2 separate regions of the Gossypium hirsutum genome follow, and region 1 is linked to region 2. The links are chromatin contacts, called in public Hi-C maps. All regions are on one chromosome and are shown on one strand. Each heading gives the region's core, a stretch centred on a gene start, on an enhancer-like site or on the middle of the called end of the contact. The rest is flanking DNA. Distances are from core to core; before and after follow the strand shown. Region 1 has its middle 14 kb from the start of LOC121227948. Region 2 holds the start of LOC121227947 (probable LRR receptor-like serine/threonine-protein kinase At1g53440).

Evidence for each region. Hi-C and Micro-C count contacts between places; a contact is called where the count stands out from the background.
Region 1: a Hi-C map of leaf shows a contact between it and region 2, with 2.7 times the contacts expected there. The contact joins the enhancer-like site here to the promoter of LOC121227947 in region 2. A contact is called at or near these places in 15 of 34 Hi-C or Micro-C datasets (callus, cotyledon, hypocotyl and 2 more).

The regions. Positions count from the first base shown.
Region 1 is chrA04:11,572,103-11,578,129 of Gossypium_hirsutum_v2.1, forward strand. No RefSeq gene overlaps it. Among protein-coding and RNA genes, the nearest start is that of LOC121227948, 14 kb to the right of the region's middle. Within about 2 kb of position 3,694, at least 7 of the 9 cell types and tissues checked have an H3K27ac peak or open chromatin away from gene starts, as enhancers often do. A contact at or near this core is called in cotyledon and leaf, where this site is marked.
Region 2 is chrA04:11,516,909-11,523,701 of Gossypium_hirsutum_v2.1, forward strand. It overlaps LOC121227947 (probable LRR receptor-like serine/threonine-protein kinase At1g53440), which reads right to left and starts at 3,300. Exons shown (of 24, transcript XM_041110919.1): 1 at 2,763-3,300. The coding sequence starts at 2,877.

The sequences.
Region 1 (6,027 bases), core at 2,444-4,943, 56 kb after region 2:
TGGACAGAGAGTTATACGGCCTGTTCACATGACCATGTCCCTGACTCACACGGGCGTGTGCCATAACCACACGGTCGTGTGCCTTAGCCACATAGTCATGTGCCTTAGCCACACAGTCGTGTGCCTCCTTTCACACAAGCGTCTCTCTCCCTTATATGGGTGTGTTGACCCCTACATGGCCTAGGCATTTCTACACGGTCATGTAGCCCTAAGTCGCCAATTTTAGTTTTGTGTATGTTTTTTATCTGAAATTGTGTGTGTGTTCTGACCCTTGGCTAGGCTTTAGTGAGGGTAGTTAAGACTCTAATCTAGACTTTGGCTTATGTGTTATTTGTGATTGTTGTACGAAATATATGAATCTGAACTCGGTTAGCTGGGTGTGTGTATCTTTGTTTTTGTCTGACTTTTTTTAAATGTGTTCAATGTTTTTTGTGAGGTTGTAAGCATACATGCACTTGCATAAAGTAATTTTGCGGTTTGTTGTGAAGAGAAGGAAGACTGATTTTGACCTGATCTAGCAGTTTAACTCAAGCATGTCTATATTACGGTTTACCATAATGGACTGTACTATATGCACGTCAGCTTTGCTATGTATTATTATCTGATCTAGCAGTTTTAACTACAATATATCTATACAGCAGTTTACTGCAATGCACAGTACTGAGAATACATCAGATTTGCTGCATATTATAATCTGAGTGGCCTAGTTCACATACGTGGTGTGTAGGGTTGGATGGGCTTTTCGAGGCCTTTTGTGGTGTGTTTGGTTGGATGAGCTTAAACAGCTCTTTTAAGGTGTGATCAGGGGACAGAGAGGTGTATTGGCTGGATGGGTGGGTTTTTACTACTTGACTGCATTCATATGCATTTGTTTAAGTGATTGGGTAAAAGTTTGTCTATTTGTATTTTATCTGCTTATCTTAACGTTTGTGACTGATTTTGCGTGTATTGTAGTGTAAGCGTAATTTTCGATTTCCTTATCATTGTGTTTGTGATGATATTGTTTTGGTATCGACCTATTGATGGGTTTATCTGTTGTCATTCTATGTATAGTACCAAGTGTGTTGATTGTTGCGTGTGGTCGGGACGTAGGTTCCGAGTTTACCCTCTATTTCTATGTATCTCAATAAACACTCTGTGCCATCGAACTTCTATTTGGATTTCTATTCTATAATTTTGTTTTTAGTCACCTTTTGAATTTACACTGAGCTCGTGTAGCACACCTCCTTAGTGTTTCCCCTTTTAGGTACTTTATCGCTTTCTGAAGCTTAGCCTCAGCATGCCGGAGGTTTAGGACAGACACAATAAGGAAACATGTTTAAGGGTCTTCTTTTCGATTGCTATTTTGGTAAATGGGTTTGAAATATAAATAATTATAAGAATTTTGGTTCAGTTTAAATTTGGGCTGTTCATAAATGGTTTTCTTTGGACTAAAATTTTTGTAATAACGGGACTTTATATCTGAGTGTCTTTGCAGAACTTAAATGCTGTAATGTTTTTCGGTTTGTTAAACTAAATTTCCCACGATCACTTCAGTGATCAATGTGACCTCTAAAATTCGGTCTAAACTCCTAGGCCTGGTTTTAGGGTGTTACACAATGAATCTTCCTATCAAACTAGAAAGATAATTAGCAAGGAGAATATCTTTAATGAGTTTAGGATAAGTCTTCAAATCTTCAAGATATGTTAACAATACTCAATCCAATCTAATCTCCTCAAAATGGGGAAGTTAATTTGCTTGATTCAATCCAAATCAATCTTCAAAATATGCTTCTATAATAGGTTTGGGTATCATAGATGGGCTTGCATCGGTCCAAACTATCAACAAATATCACAACTCAAATATTTTGTTTAAATTGCTAACTTCAAATATGACAAGTTATGAGGCTAGGCAAAGGTAAACAACAGTGGCACTGCTTTAGGCACTCCTCATAATTGTTTGAATAAATTATATACTAACTCAATGTCATTATATTAAAAAGATATTAAGGAAGTTTAATCATTTTGTTTTAAAACATAGTAAATCCCTATAGAACCCCATGTTAAGTTAGTTCCTAATAATGGACCTTTAGTAAATCAAAAACAATATGTTAAAGTTGTTGGTTGTTTGATGCATGCTATGAGGTATACTAATATTGATACTACATGTGCTATTGGAATCTTATATAAATTTGCTAGTAATCCTTGTATAGAACAATGAAATGAAATTAGCAGATGTCTAAGATGTCTAAAGAATACTATAAAATATGAATTGTATTTTACTTACATTATTCTAGTATCACTACAAGAAAATAGGGTTTTAGCGGTGTCAATAGCGGCGTTTTTGTTAACACGCCGCTAAAAACAGAGCAATAGCGGCGTTTTTTGTTAAAACGACGCTAAAAATAGATCAATAGCGGCGCTTTTGGTAAAACGCCGCTAAAAGTCGGAGCAATAGCGGCGCTTTTGGTAAAACGCCACTAAAAGTCATATAACCCCTAAAACTCCTAAACCCTAAAAAATCATGAACACTAATCTATAACCCCTAAAATACTAAACCTCTAAACCTTAAAAACCTTAAACACTAAACTATAACTTCTAAAACCCTAAACCCAAAAAACATCACATGGATGTTGATGTGTATATGCATATATATTAATGTAAAAGCTTATGTTCATAATAAATTATGGAAGCAATACTTAATATTGATTAAATTTATTTTTTGGTTTACGGTTTAATATTTAAGGTTTAAGGTCTATAGTTTAGGGTTTTATGGTTTAAGGTTTAATGGCCATGGGTATATAGTATGTTAATCTCAAGTGAATCATATTCAATAATTAAATCCTAAACCCTATAATTAATTATTGTTATCAATAATAGATATCTTGATTTTGATAAAAAAATATTTTTATATATTAATAAGGTGTTATATTGTTTAATGGATTGAAGGGATATTTTGTGGAAAATGTTTTAAATGATAAATTTAACTTTAAATTTTATTAATAGTTTTTTGTTTATACTATTTTAATATTTATCTATATTGATTAATTAAAATATATATTTATTTATATTAACGAAAATTCTCTACACTCATTTGTGTCTCCACGTTTTTTAATTATAACTCATTTTCTTTTTAAAATATATATTTGTGTCTCCACGTTTTTCATTTTCTTTTACACAATTATTGATATAACATCATTTTATATTTATTTATTGCATGGATACATAAATAATTATATTTATTCAATATAAAAATATATTGATGTATTTATTTTTTTAAATGTGTATGATTAAATCAAAATTAAAGTTTCAACTATACATTTAAACTACAATTAGAATTTCACGTCTACAATTACACATTAAACCGAAATAAAAAATAAACTCAAAAAATAAAAATTAAAAAATAAAAAAATAAAAAAATAAAAACTTAAAAACTTAAAAATTTAATATTTAATATTTTAGTCCATATTTCAATAAAAAAGTTTAATATTCAAAATTAAAAAAAATTCCAAAAGAGAAAAATAAAAAATATGTTAAAAATAAAAAAATTTAAAATTAATCAATAGTGGCGTTTTACCTTAAAGCGCCACAAAAAATTGAATTATAATGGCGTTTTTAGTGAAAACGCCGCAAAAAATCACCAATTTTTTATTACCCGCTCGTTAGTCCTTAAATCCCCCAAATAACTCTCAAAATTTGCCCCCAAATTTCCCATTCCCAGCAACACCAAGTCAATACACCTACACTAATTGCCGAAAGTCCGTAGCTTGGAGCTTGTCCTGACTGCTTCCTCCACTAATTGCCGGAAGAAGCCGACCGTAAAAGAAAGATCTTCTACTTCAACCTGGCTTCGGTTGACCCCCTTTCGGTGGTAGTAAGAGCAGAATCTTGGGTTGGTGCTTGAAGTAAGGGTCATCAAAGAGACGGATCAGTTTCCTTTTAATTTTACCGGTGATTTCTATGGCGATGGAAACCCTAGATGACGAGAAACCGGAGGAAGAGGAGGTGATAGATAAAGAAAATAAAGAGGGAAGTGAAAAGGTATGCTTTCTTTTCTTTATTCACATCAAAAACGTCAAAAGCTTGCTTCACTTCTTCCAAGCTTGGCTCTTGTTCAAACAACCTTGAAATCTCCTAACAATCGTATGATTCATTCAACTATTCTTCACTTTCTTGGCTGCAAAAAATCCCTAGGTTCCCCATCAAAATCTCCACTTCTTTTCTGCATAATCTCTCACCACCAGATAAAACTTCCTTGCTTGAAAACCCAGATTTCTGGTTCTTCAGGTCCCAATCTGAAGTCTGGTTTCCATTTCTCTGCTTTGTTTCTTAGAACCTGCTGCCTTTTCTCTTGTTTAACTGCAATTTCTGAATTTGACTTTTGGTTGTTTGTACAATGAAGTTTCTTGGATGTTCATAGGTGGCTGTTTTATTTATTCCTTGAATTTGATCCTTATTTTTCTCTACATGATTTTTTTAAAAATGACAAATTTCATAATTCGATCCTTTAAATTTGGATTCTATGTCGTGCATATAATTTGTGATTGGCTCAACTATTTACTTCAAAAACTGAAATAAAAAATTTGTCAAATTCAGAGTGCAAATGATATTTTATTTTTTATCCTCTACGTTTTCCATGGTTAATTCTATTTTCCATGGTCTTAGGGTTAGGAGAGCTGCAATTTGAATTCTAGAGTAGACTCTTTGATTACACAGATTGAGACAAAGCTTGAGTTCGATGGTTTTTTTATTAATACTGTTGTTCTTCAATTTCTTTTCTTTTTCTTTTGGTTTGCAGTTGAATCGTTCAAGTGCCGTATCTGCAAATACACCCTCCAAAATTTGTCATACTTTTCCTGGAAATGGAAGATGTCAAAGGTTAAGTTTCAAGACCAAAGCTGCGGGTTCAGTTGAAGGAAATGTACTTGACAAAGAATCGGCTAGTATTAGTAACAAGATAGGTAACTGCTTGCTGTCTCATTAGATATCTGATTTCAGGGAAAACAATCTTGGAAGCCATGGTTTCTCTTAAGCTATTCAGAGCTGAAATATGGAGAATGAAACTGGCATCAGTTCTAACCCTGTTATAGTTTATCTGACTTTTGAAGCATCTTTGAATTTTTTTTATTTAAAATCATCAAAGGAAATTAACATGCCATCTGTATTTCATTCCTAATTTGTTTATAACAAAAGATGAATGAAAAATCTCTCTCTGTAGGTCATTCTGATGAGAATTGAATCCAAAACGCAGTTGCATTGGTTCCGTAGTTCATAGTTTGCCACATTACGGTGGACTCTACAAGCAAAATAAAGTGTATATTATATTTGTTGCTTTCTCCTACATCTGATGCTTCTTCAATTTTGGATGGAATTACATTTAAGTACTGTCATTGATGTAGATTATGGAGTTGTTGGTATTCACCATGTTGGAATTCTATGTGAAAACCTTGAAAGATCTTTTCAGAGATGCTGCGAGTTTAAATTTAAACATAGAAGAATGTAGAAGAAGGAGTTATCTTATGACTGGATTTTTTTTTCAATTAAAATCAGCAAACACATCAGAAGAATCAGGTAAAGGACACTATTGATGTGGATGAACCTAAAGGTATTTTACTTTTGCCATATAATCTGTTTCTTTATGATACACAATCTTCTTTAGGCCTATTTTACTAAGTCTCGTGTATTTAGAAAGGGGAGACCCGTTAACTGCTGAAGAGTTGGAAGAAAAGGAGCGACTATTAGAAGAGGTGAGTGCAACGTGTTACATGTTATATTTTTATTTGTTTGTTTGTTTGAGCGTGGTGATAAGATAATTGTCTGTGCTGACAATCTTTTTGCACTGGTTGAGTATGCAATGAAGCTACGCAAGCCTATGATCTATGGTGCTACCAGGTTATTTGTGAACATCAATTGCTCTGTCCTTTTTGTATTGTTTTTATATTGTTGTGTCAATTTTCCCTTGTAATGTGCAGCCATCTTGAGAGGACTAAAATTCTAGTCATGATGTGAACACTATTTTATTCAATTTGGGTTAATTATATCCACTAA
Region 2 (6,793 bases), core at 2,050-4,549:
CTAATTATTAAATTTATATATCTAAATAAATAAATAAATAAATATAAATACCGAAAATTATATTATCCCATAAATAAAAAAAAAACCTCCCATCAATATACCGGAATTTGTCCATTGGCTCTGTAAAAACATTTGACGTGTGAAATAAATGAGATTGTAATAACCTTGAAAAGTACTACCTAAGCCTAATGATTGATGGCTCACCTCATTTGACCCTCCAAAATAATTCTAAGTTGACCCTATTTGCACTATTAGTCACTCTGGGATTTTGATTTTTCTCATTTTAGTGTCAAAATTGTTTACGTATTTAAAGTTAAAATATGCTATTAGTCCCTATTCTTATCTAAAATTTGAATTTTAGTCTCTTTACTCCTCTTATTTTTAAAATTTAAAACCTTTAGTAAAATCATTATTATTGTTTTTAATTTCTATCAAAATTTATCAACTTAATATGTTTATTTTTTGCCAATCATAAGTAACATCATATGAGAGCATTCTAATCAGCATGCCAAGTTGACACATTTTTACAGAAAATACTAACAATGATTGAGATTTATAAAATTAGAAAAGTAAGAGAACTTAATTTTTAACTTTTTAAATATAGGGATTAAATTTTAAAATAAAGTGACTAACAGCATATTTTAACCTCGAATATCAAAATCTGACTCCACCTTTACGGCTTAACAAAAAGAAAAATCAAAGTATTCTACGATCTCATCTAATTTAAGAAGTCAAAATATTTTTAAATATTAATTAAGGATATATTATGATTATTAAAATGCAGCATGAAAACAGATAAATATATACTGGCAAAAGAAGGGTTAAGGTACTTTGGGAAGTCCCTATATAGGAATTGTATCAAATTAGTCCCTTTATCATTAAATGAATCGATTTAATCCCTATACTATTAAAAAAAATAAGCCCAAATCTTAACATTTACTGTATAAAATATTTCATTTACAAAACTATAAAAACTTCAAATATATTAATTTTATTAAATTGTATGACATTTTTTATTTAGTAAATGCTAACTCCATTCCAATTTAGTGCTATTTTATTCTTTTTAATGGTACAAGGATTAACGAAATCTATTTAATAATAGAGGTACTAATTTGATCAAATCCTTATAATAGAGAGACCTTTCGAGTACATTCACCACAAAAAAGTTAATAGTCCCATCAAACAATAATTCATAGTTTAAGCATATGAAACATTATAGTATAATAATTAGCCCATCATATGTAATTTAACCATTGACTGAAACCATCCTATGGCTCTGACTTTCTTAAACTAAGTGTTCAATATTCACATAAACTACTTGCATCCAAATTGTAGAAATAATGGAAGGCAAATAGGGAAAATATCCAAATTGTAGGCCAATTTACTATATCAACTTGTACAAACAATGGAAGGCAAATAGGGATAATGTCCAAATTGTAGGCCAAGGATTGGGACCATTTTACTACATCAAGCAATCAAAGTTGAATTAAAAAAGTTATAATGATTTTTTTGGCCCTTCAACTTTACAAAAATAAATTATTTTAGTTTTTTATTTAATTTTTCGTCTTTATTAGTCTTTAAATTTGTATTGTTTATCAAATTATCCTAAAATGAATGAAAAAATTGACGTTTGTTAACTTTGTTGTATGTTAACAATTAATTGATTTTTAAGAATTAAAAAAATATTTTTATATTTTTATGGTTTTAATAATTTTTAATTTTTAAAATTTTAAAAAATTAATTAATTATGGATATATGCCATATCAGTAAAAATTAAGGTAAAAATTAACATAACTTTTCCATATATTTTTGGGTGATTTTTTTTTTGTAAAATTAGAGGGACTAAAAAGTATTTATGCAAATTAAAAAAAAAAGAATATCTATGGATTTGAAACAGAAATTCCCTTTTCTAAATTGATAATTATAAAATTTTTGAGGAAATGAAAGCAACATATTCAAAAAGCTTTAAAAAATAGATTTTTTTAAAAAAATCTAAAACCAGTTGATTTGGTCCAAGAAAATAGGCAATCCAAATGATAAATAATTAAAAAATAATAATTATAGTTATCATTTGTTTGTTTGCTGAGAAAATATTTCTTTCAATCAAAAACTGGTAGAAACAACAAGATAAAGTAAATGCTGGATAAAGGATATAACATTGTCTTTAAACATTTATTTATTTTCCCAGCAACCAAACAGAGAAGTAGCAAGAGAAAACAAAAACAAAGTCGCACAATGAACTCCTTTGAAATATTCCAATAGTTTCTTCTATTCATGTATCCCATATTTTCTCATCAACCAAACAATACTTAAGATGAATTATAATTGTTTTCTTTCACTAGAATTTTCCTAGCAACCAAACAGAGTTATGTAACCATGTATCATCTATGAACAAACAAACTAAACCATCACTATCCAAAAAAATACAAAGCTTTGCATCGTAGTGTGACATTTTTAATAAAGATTTGTGCTACAAATTCAGTAAAACTTTAAATTTTGCAGCAAAAATTGTTAAGTTATATCCAGAACAATAGCATTCTTTTTTAAAACAAAACGAAAAATTTGGAACCCCAGAAACTTGAAACTTAAAGAGAAGAATGAAGGTATATTTTCTTCACATGCTCTGTTTTTTTCCTTTGAAATCTTAGGAACCAAACAGAGTAATACTAACTTAAACACTCACTTCAAAAGAGAAAAAAAAACAACAACAACAAAAGCAAAAAAACAAAATAAAGAATAAATTATAGAGAGAGTATGCATACCTTCACTATCAGGCAAAACTTGAGCATTTGACCCAAACTCCGTGAAGCAATTCAAAGCCAAAAAACCCAGAAAAAGAACAGAGACCATCTTAAATAGGGAGAAAACAAACCCCATTTTTCTCTTCTTCCACACCCCAAATTTTCTCTTCTTCTAAAAACCAAAAGAAAAAAACTCAAATGTATCTTTGATTTTGTTTGAACAGTGTTGATTTCTTTCTGAGGAATCGAAGTGGAGTAGTTGTTATGGTTATAAAGTTATGATATAATAGACGTCGTTTTTATTGACAGAATAGCAAACGTAAGGAAAGGAATTAATGTGTGATTTTTTTGTGTGAAGATTTTTGTCTTTGGTTTCTGGTTTTTCTTTTTTAATGTAAAAGAAAAGAAAATGACGCAGGAATGAGTGAGAAATATATGAGTTGAGGAATCAAATGGAGACAGGGGAGGAGCCGCCGTTTAAGGCTTTCTACAGCAGCGGGCGCTGCCACACGCTTTGACTTTGGTGGCGGTTGCCGGCATTTATTACTTAGAAGAGTCAAAATCAATATTATACAGTACCTACAATATCTATATATAAACCGGGCTTCTTTTTCCCGAAATAATTATTATTCCAAAAAAATTATGTAAATAATATAAAGTGTGCATAAAAATCCCAAATGGAGAGGACGACTGTTGATTTGGGGTTGAAGCAGTGACAGTGATTATGTCCTAAACAGATAAGGAATCTTCGAAACCCCAAATCGGTAATCAATATTGGGGTTCTCAGGTGTAGTAAACAATCTTTGCTGGTAAATCCACAGCTATCATGTGGATTTAGGGTGAGTTTGAATGAGCGGTGCGGTTACCTGCGGTTAGTGTAAAAACAGCAGTGGCAGTGAGATTAAATACTGTAGTAATACTGTAGCGTGAGACAAAAAGTAAGCTAAACGCACCGCACCGCTCCTCCAAACCCACCCTTAGGCTTTCGAGGTAATCTTCTACCGTTTGACATGATTTGAGGTCCAGAATCTCAAACCTATCGTAAATAGAAATATTTAAAAATCGCCAACTTTATTTAAAAATCTCCAACTTTTTAAGAAGCCAATTCTTGTTAAGCTTCCAAGTGGGAAAAAAAAACAGTTAATCAAGAGAAGAAGAAAAAAACAATGAGTTAATAGAGTTGGCAAATTTCTTAAAAGATAGTTCTACTTAGAGAAGATGAGTTAAAGTTTTCAAGTATCGAAAACCAACCAACAAATATTTGGTAATAATAAAATTTTAGTCATAGATTTAATTTTTTTTCCAACAAAAAGAAAATTAGTTACCTAAAATATATGATATATGTCTTGGAAACAAAAGTCATGGTAGGTGTCGTCTCCCCTACTACGACCAATCATCAATGGGTATACTCCCCACATGATAAGTGAAAAAGTATGCATCCTCGGTTGTTATCGTTCCAACAACGCAACAATTAACTCTGGGCAAATTGTGCAGGGCCTCATGTTTAAGACATTTTCGAATCCAACAACATCCAAATATTCATGAATTTGGTCATGTCCCAATTATGGGGATACCAACAACTAACTGCCAATTTATTTAGTCAATAATTCAATGCAAATTATAAATTTGTTTTTAAAATCTTATAACTATTAAATTAAATTTATCCGAATTTTCCATATCATCAAACACGTGAGGCAATCATATCAATGCCATAACCTAAACTTTAGAAATAAATGTTTCAAACCCTAAACACACACTTATATCATAATACCAAATTCAATAAAAAAAATACTACATACAATAATTACATAAATATTTAGAAATCAAAATTACTTAAATTTACAAATTTTCTATATCACAATTATTTACTTAACATGAAACCTAAACTAATATTTCTATAATTTTAAAAAAAATGAAAATTTATATGCTAATAAAATTTGTTTGTAGAATATTATCTAATGTTTACTACATGTACATATAACAATATTTATTTCAATCAAACAAATAATAACATAATTTCTACATTATTCACTAATTATTATAATACTTATAATAATCGCATTTATTAATAACATGCCATTTATTTTTCAAATAACAATAAACATATAATTTAATAAAAATAAATTATATTAGTTGGAGAAGCACTTATCTTATCGATTCAATTTATTTCAAACCAAATATGTCAACTACTAAATTATATTTAAAATAAATTATAATTATAAAAAACCATTTATTTTTGGATTGTAAAAGGAAAAAATGATTTTTTATGTGGTTTTAGGGTTTTAAAAGTGATTTAGGTTTAGGGTTTTGAGTATTGAGGAGTAATTTTGATTTTTTTTTTATTGGAAATGACCAGCCAAATAGGTTGCCGATTTGGGAGTGGGGTTGAGGGAATTTGAGAGTGAAGAAAAGGATGGGCGTGTGGAATAGAAGTAGGGTAGGGGGTGGAATGGCATTTATTGTCACGAGCGGTGGTTGGCGTTAATTACACACTCATCCGCCAATTGTCAGCCACCATGATGATTTGGCATTCTCATGCGTTACCAACAACCCCAAATCGATATATCGTTTATCGATTTCGGATTATATCTATTTGTTTTTGACATAATTAGTGTAACTATTTTAACCCAAAATTATCTGCTACCATATAGATTTTGGGTTCCAAATGCATAGTTCAAATTATTTAGGTAACATTTTTTTCATATTATTCTGGTTATTAATTATTTTTATGTATTATTATAGAAAAAAAAGCCTATAAACTAATATAAAATTAATTGCTTTATGTATTTCTTTAAATGTGTATAATCGAATCAAAATTATATTTTTATAAGAGTTACATATGTATAATTGGGTCAAATTAAAGTTTATATATCAAATTACATATTAAATCAATATTTATGTGTAGTTTTAAAATTTATCATTTACTCTTTTGTGAACTCTTAAGGTATGTTCTAACATCACATTATAATTGATGGTTGTGCCTTAGCTCGATTGTTATGGACATTGTTGCTAATGTAGGACAACGTAGGTTTGAATGCTTTAAAACGCATTGTCCTCCTATTTATTGGTTGGGTAAAAAGAGCAAATATACTCAAAACCTATAAGAAGATTGTTAAAAAAAACTATAATAAAATATCGCTAAATCTTAGATTTTATATATATAGGTTGGGATGTTTTTTTGATACAATGTCTAGAATTGTCTATAGTCCTTTCTAACTCATAAATAGGAGGATAATGCGTTTCAGCGCACTTGACCCCACGTCTTTCATTGGCAATAATGATGTATATAATTTTCAATACACATTTTAATGTTGTATAATAGATTTAATATATTATTTGATATTGAGATTGATTTTTTTAATGTGATATTTGTATTTTCTTAAAGTGGTACATGTATTTAATAAAAATTATATATTTAATTTGGTGTCATGAGTAACGATATTAACTCTTTAGTATTTAATTTGGGTTTTAAGTTGATTTGATGAAAGTAAATTTTTAATATTATTAGATTTGAGTTTTCATGATTTTGCTAATAGAATAGAACTATTAGTTTAATTTGTTAAATACAATATAACATCCGTGATAGTTTTCGAATTTTAGAGTTGATTTGACGAAAGTTACTTGTTAATATTATTAATAAATTATGAATTTCCATCAAACTAACTTTGAAACCCGAATTAAATACTAAAAAAATTAACACTATCACTTTCATGTAAAAATGTATAATTTTGACAAACTATAGATACCACATTGAATAAAAATAAAAATAAAAATTACATTAAATAAAAGTGTTAAACATAAGTACCAAATGATGTATTGAACTTATATGATAAAACAATTTTATTAAATTCTTTAATTTGATTTAAATATTTATTTATTTTATTTTTTAATTATCTTATATATATTATAATTATTATTTTAATATGAGGTTATCTAATAAATTCTAATCATTAACATTATGAGGCTATTATATATATATATATCAAATTTTTAAAAAAATTAGTATGAGGCTATTATATATATCAAATTCAAAATGTTAAATTTTGAGAATA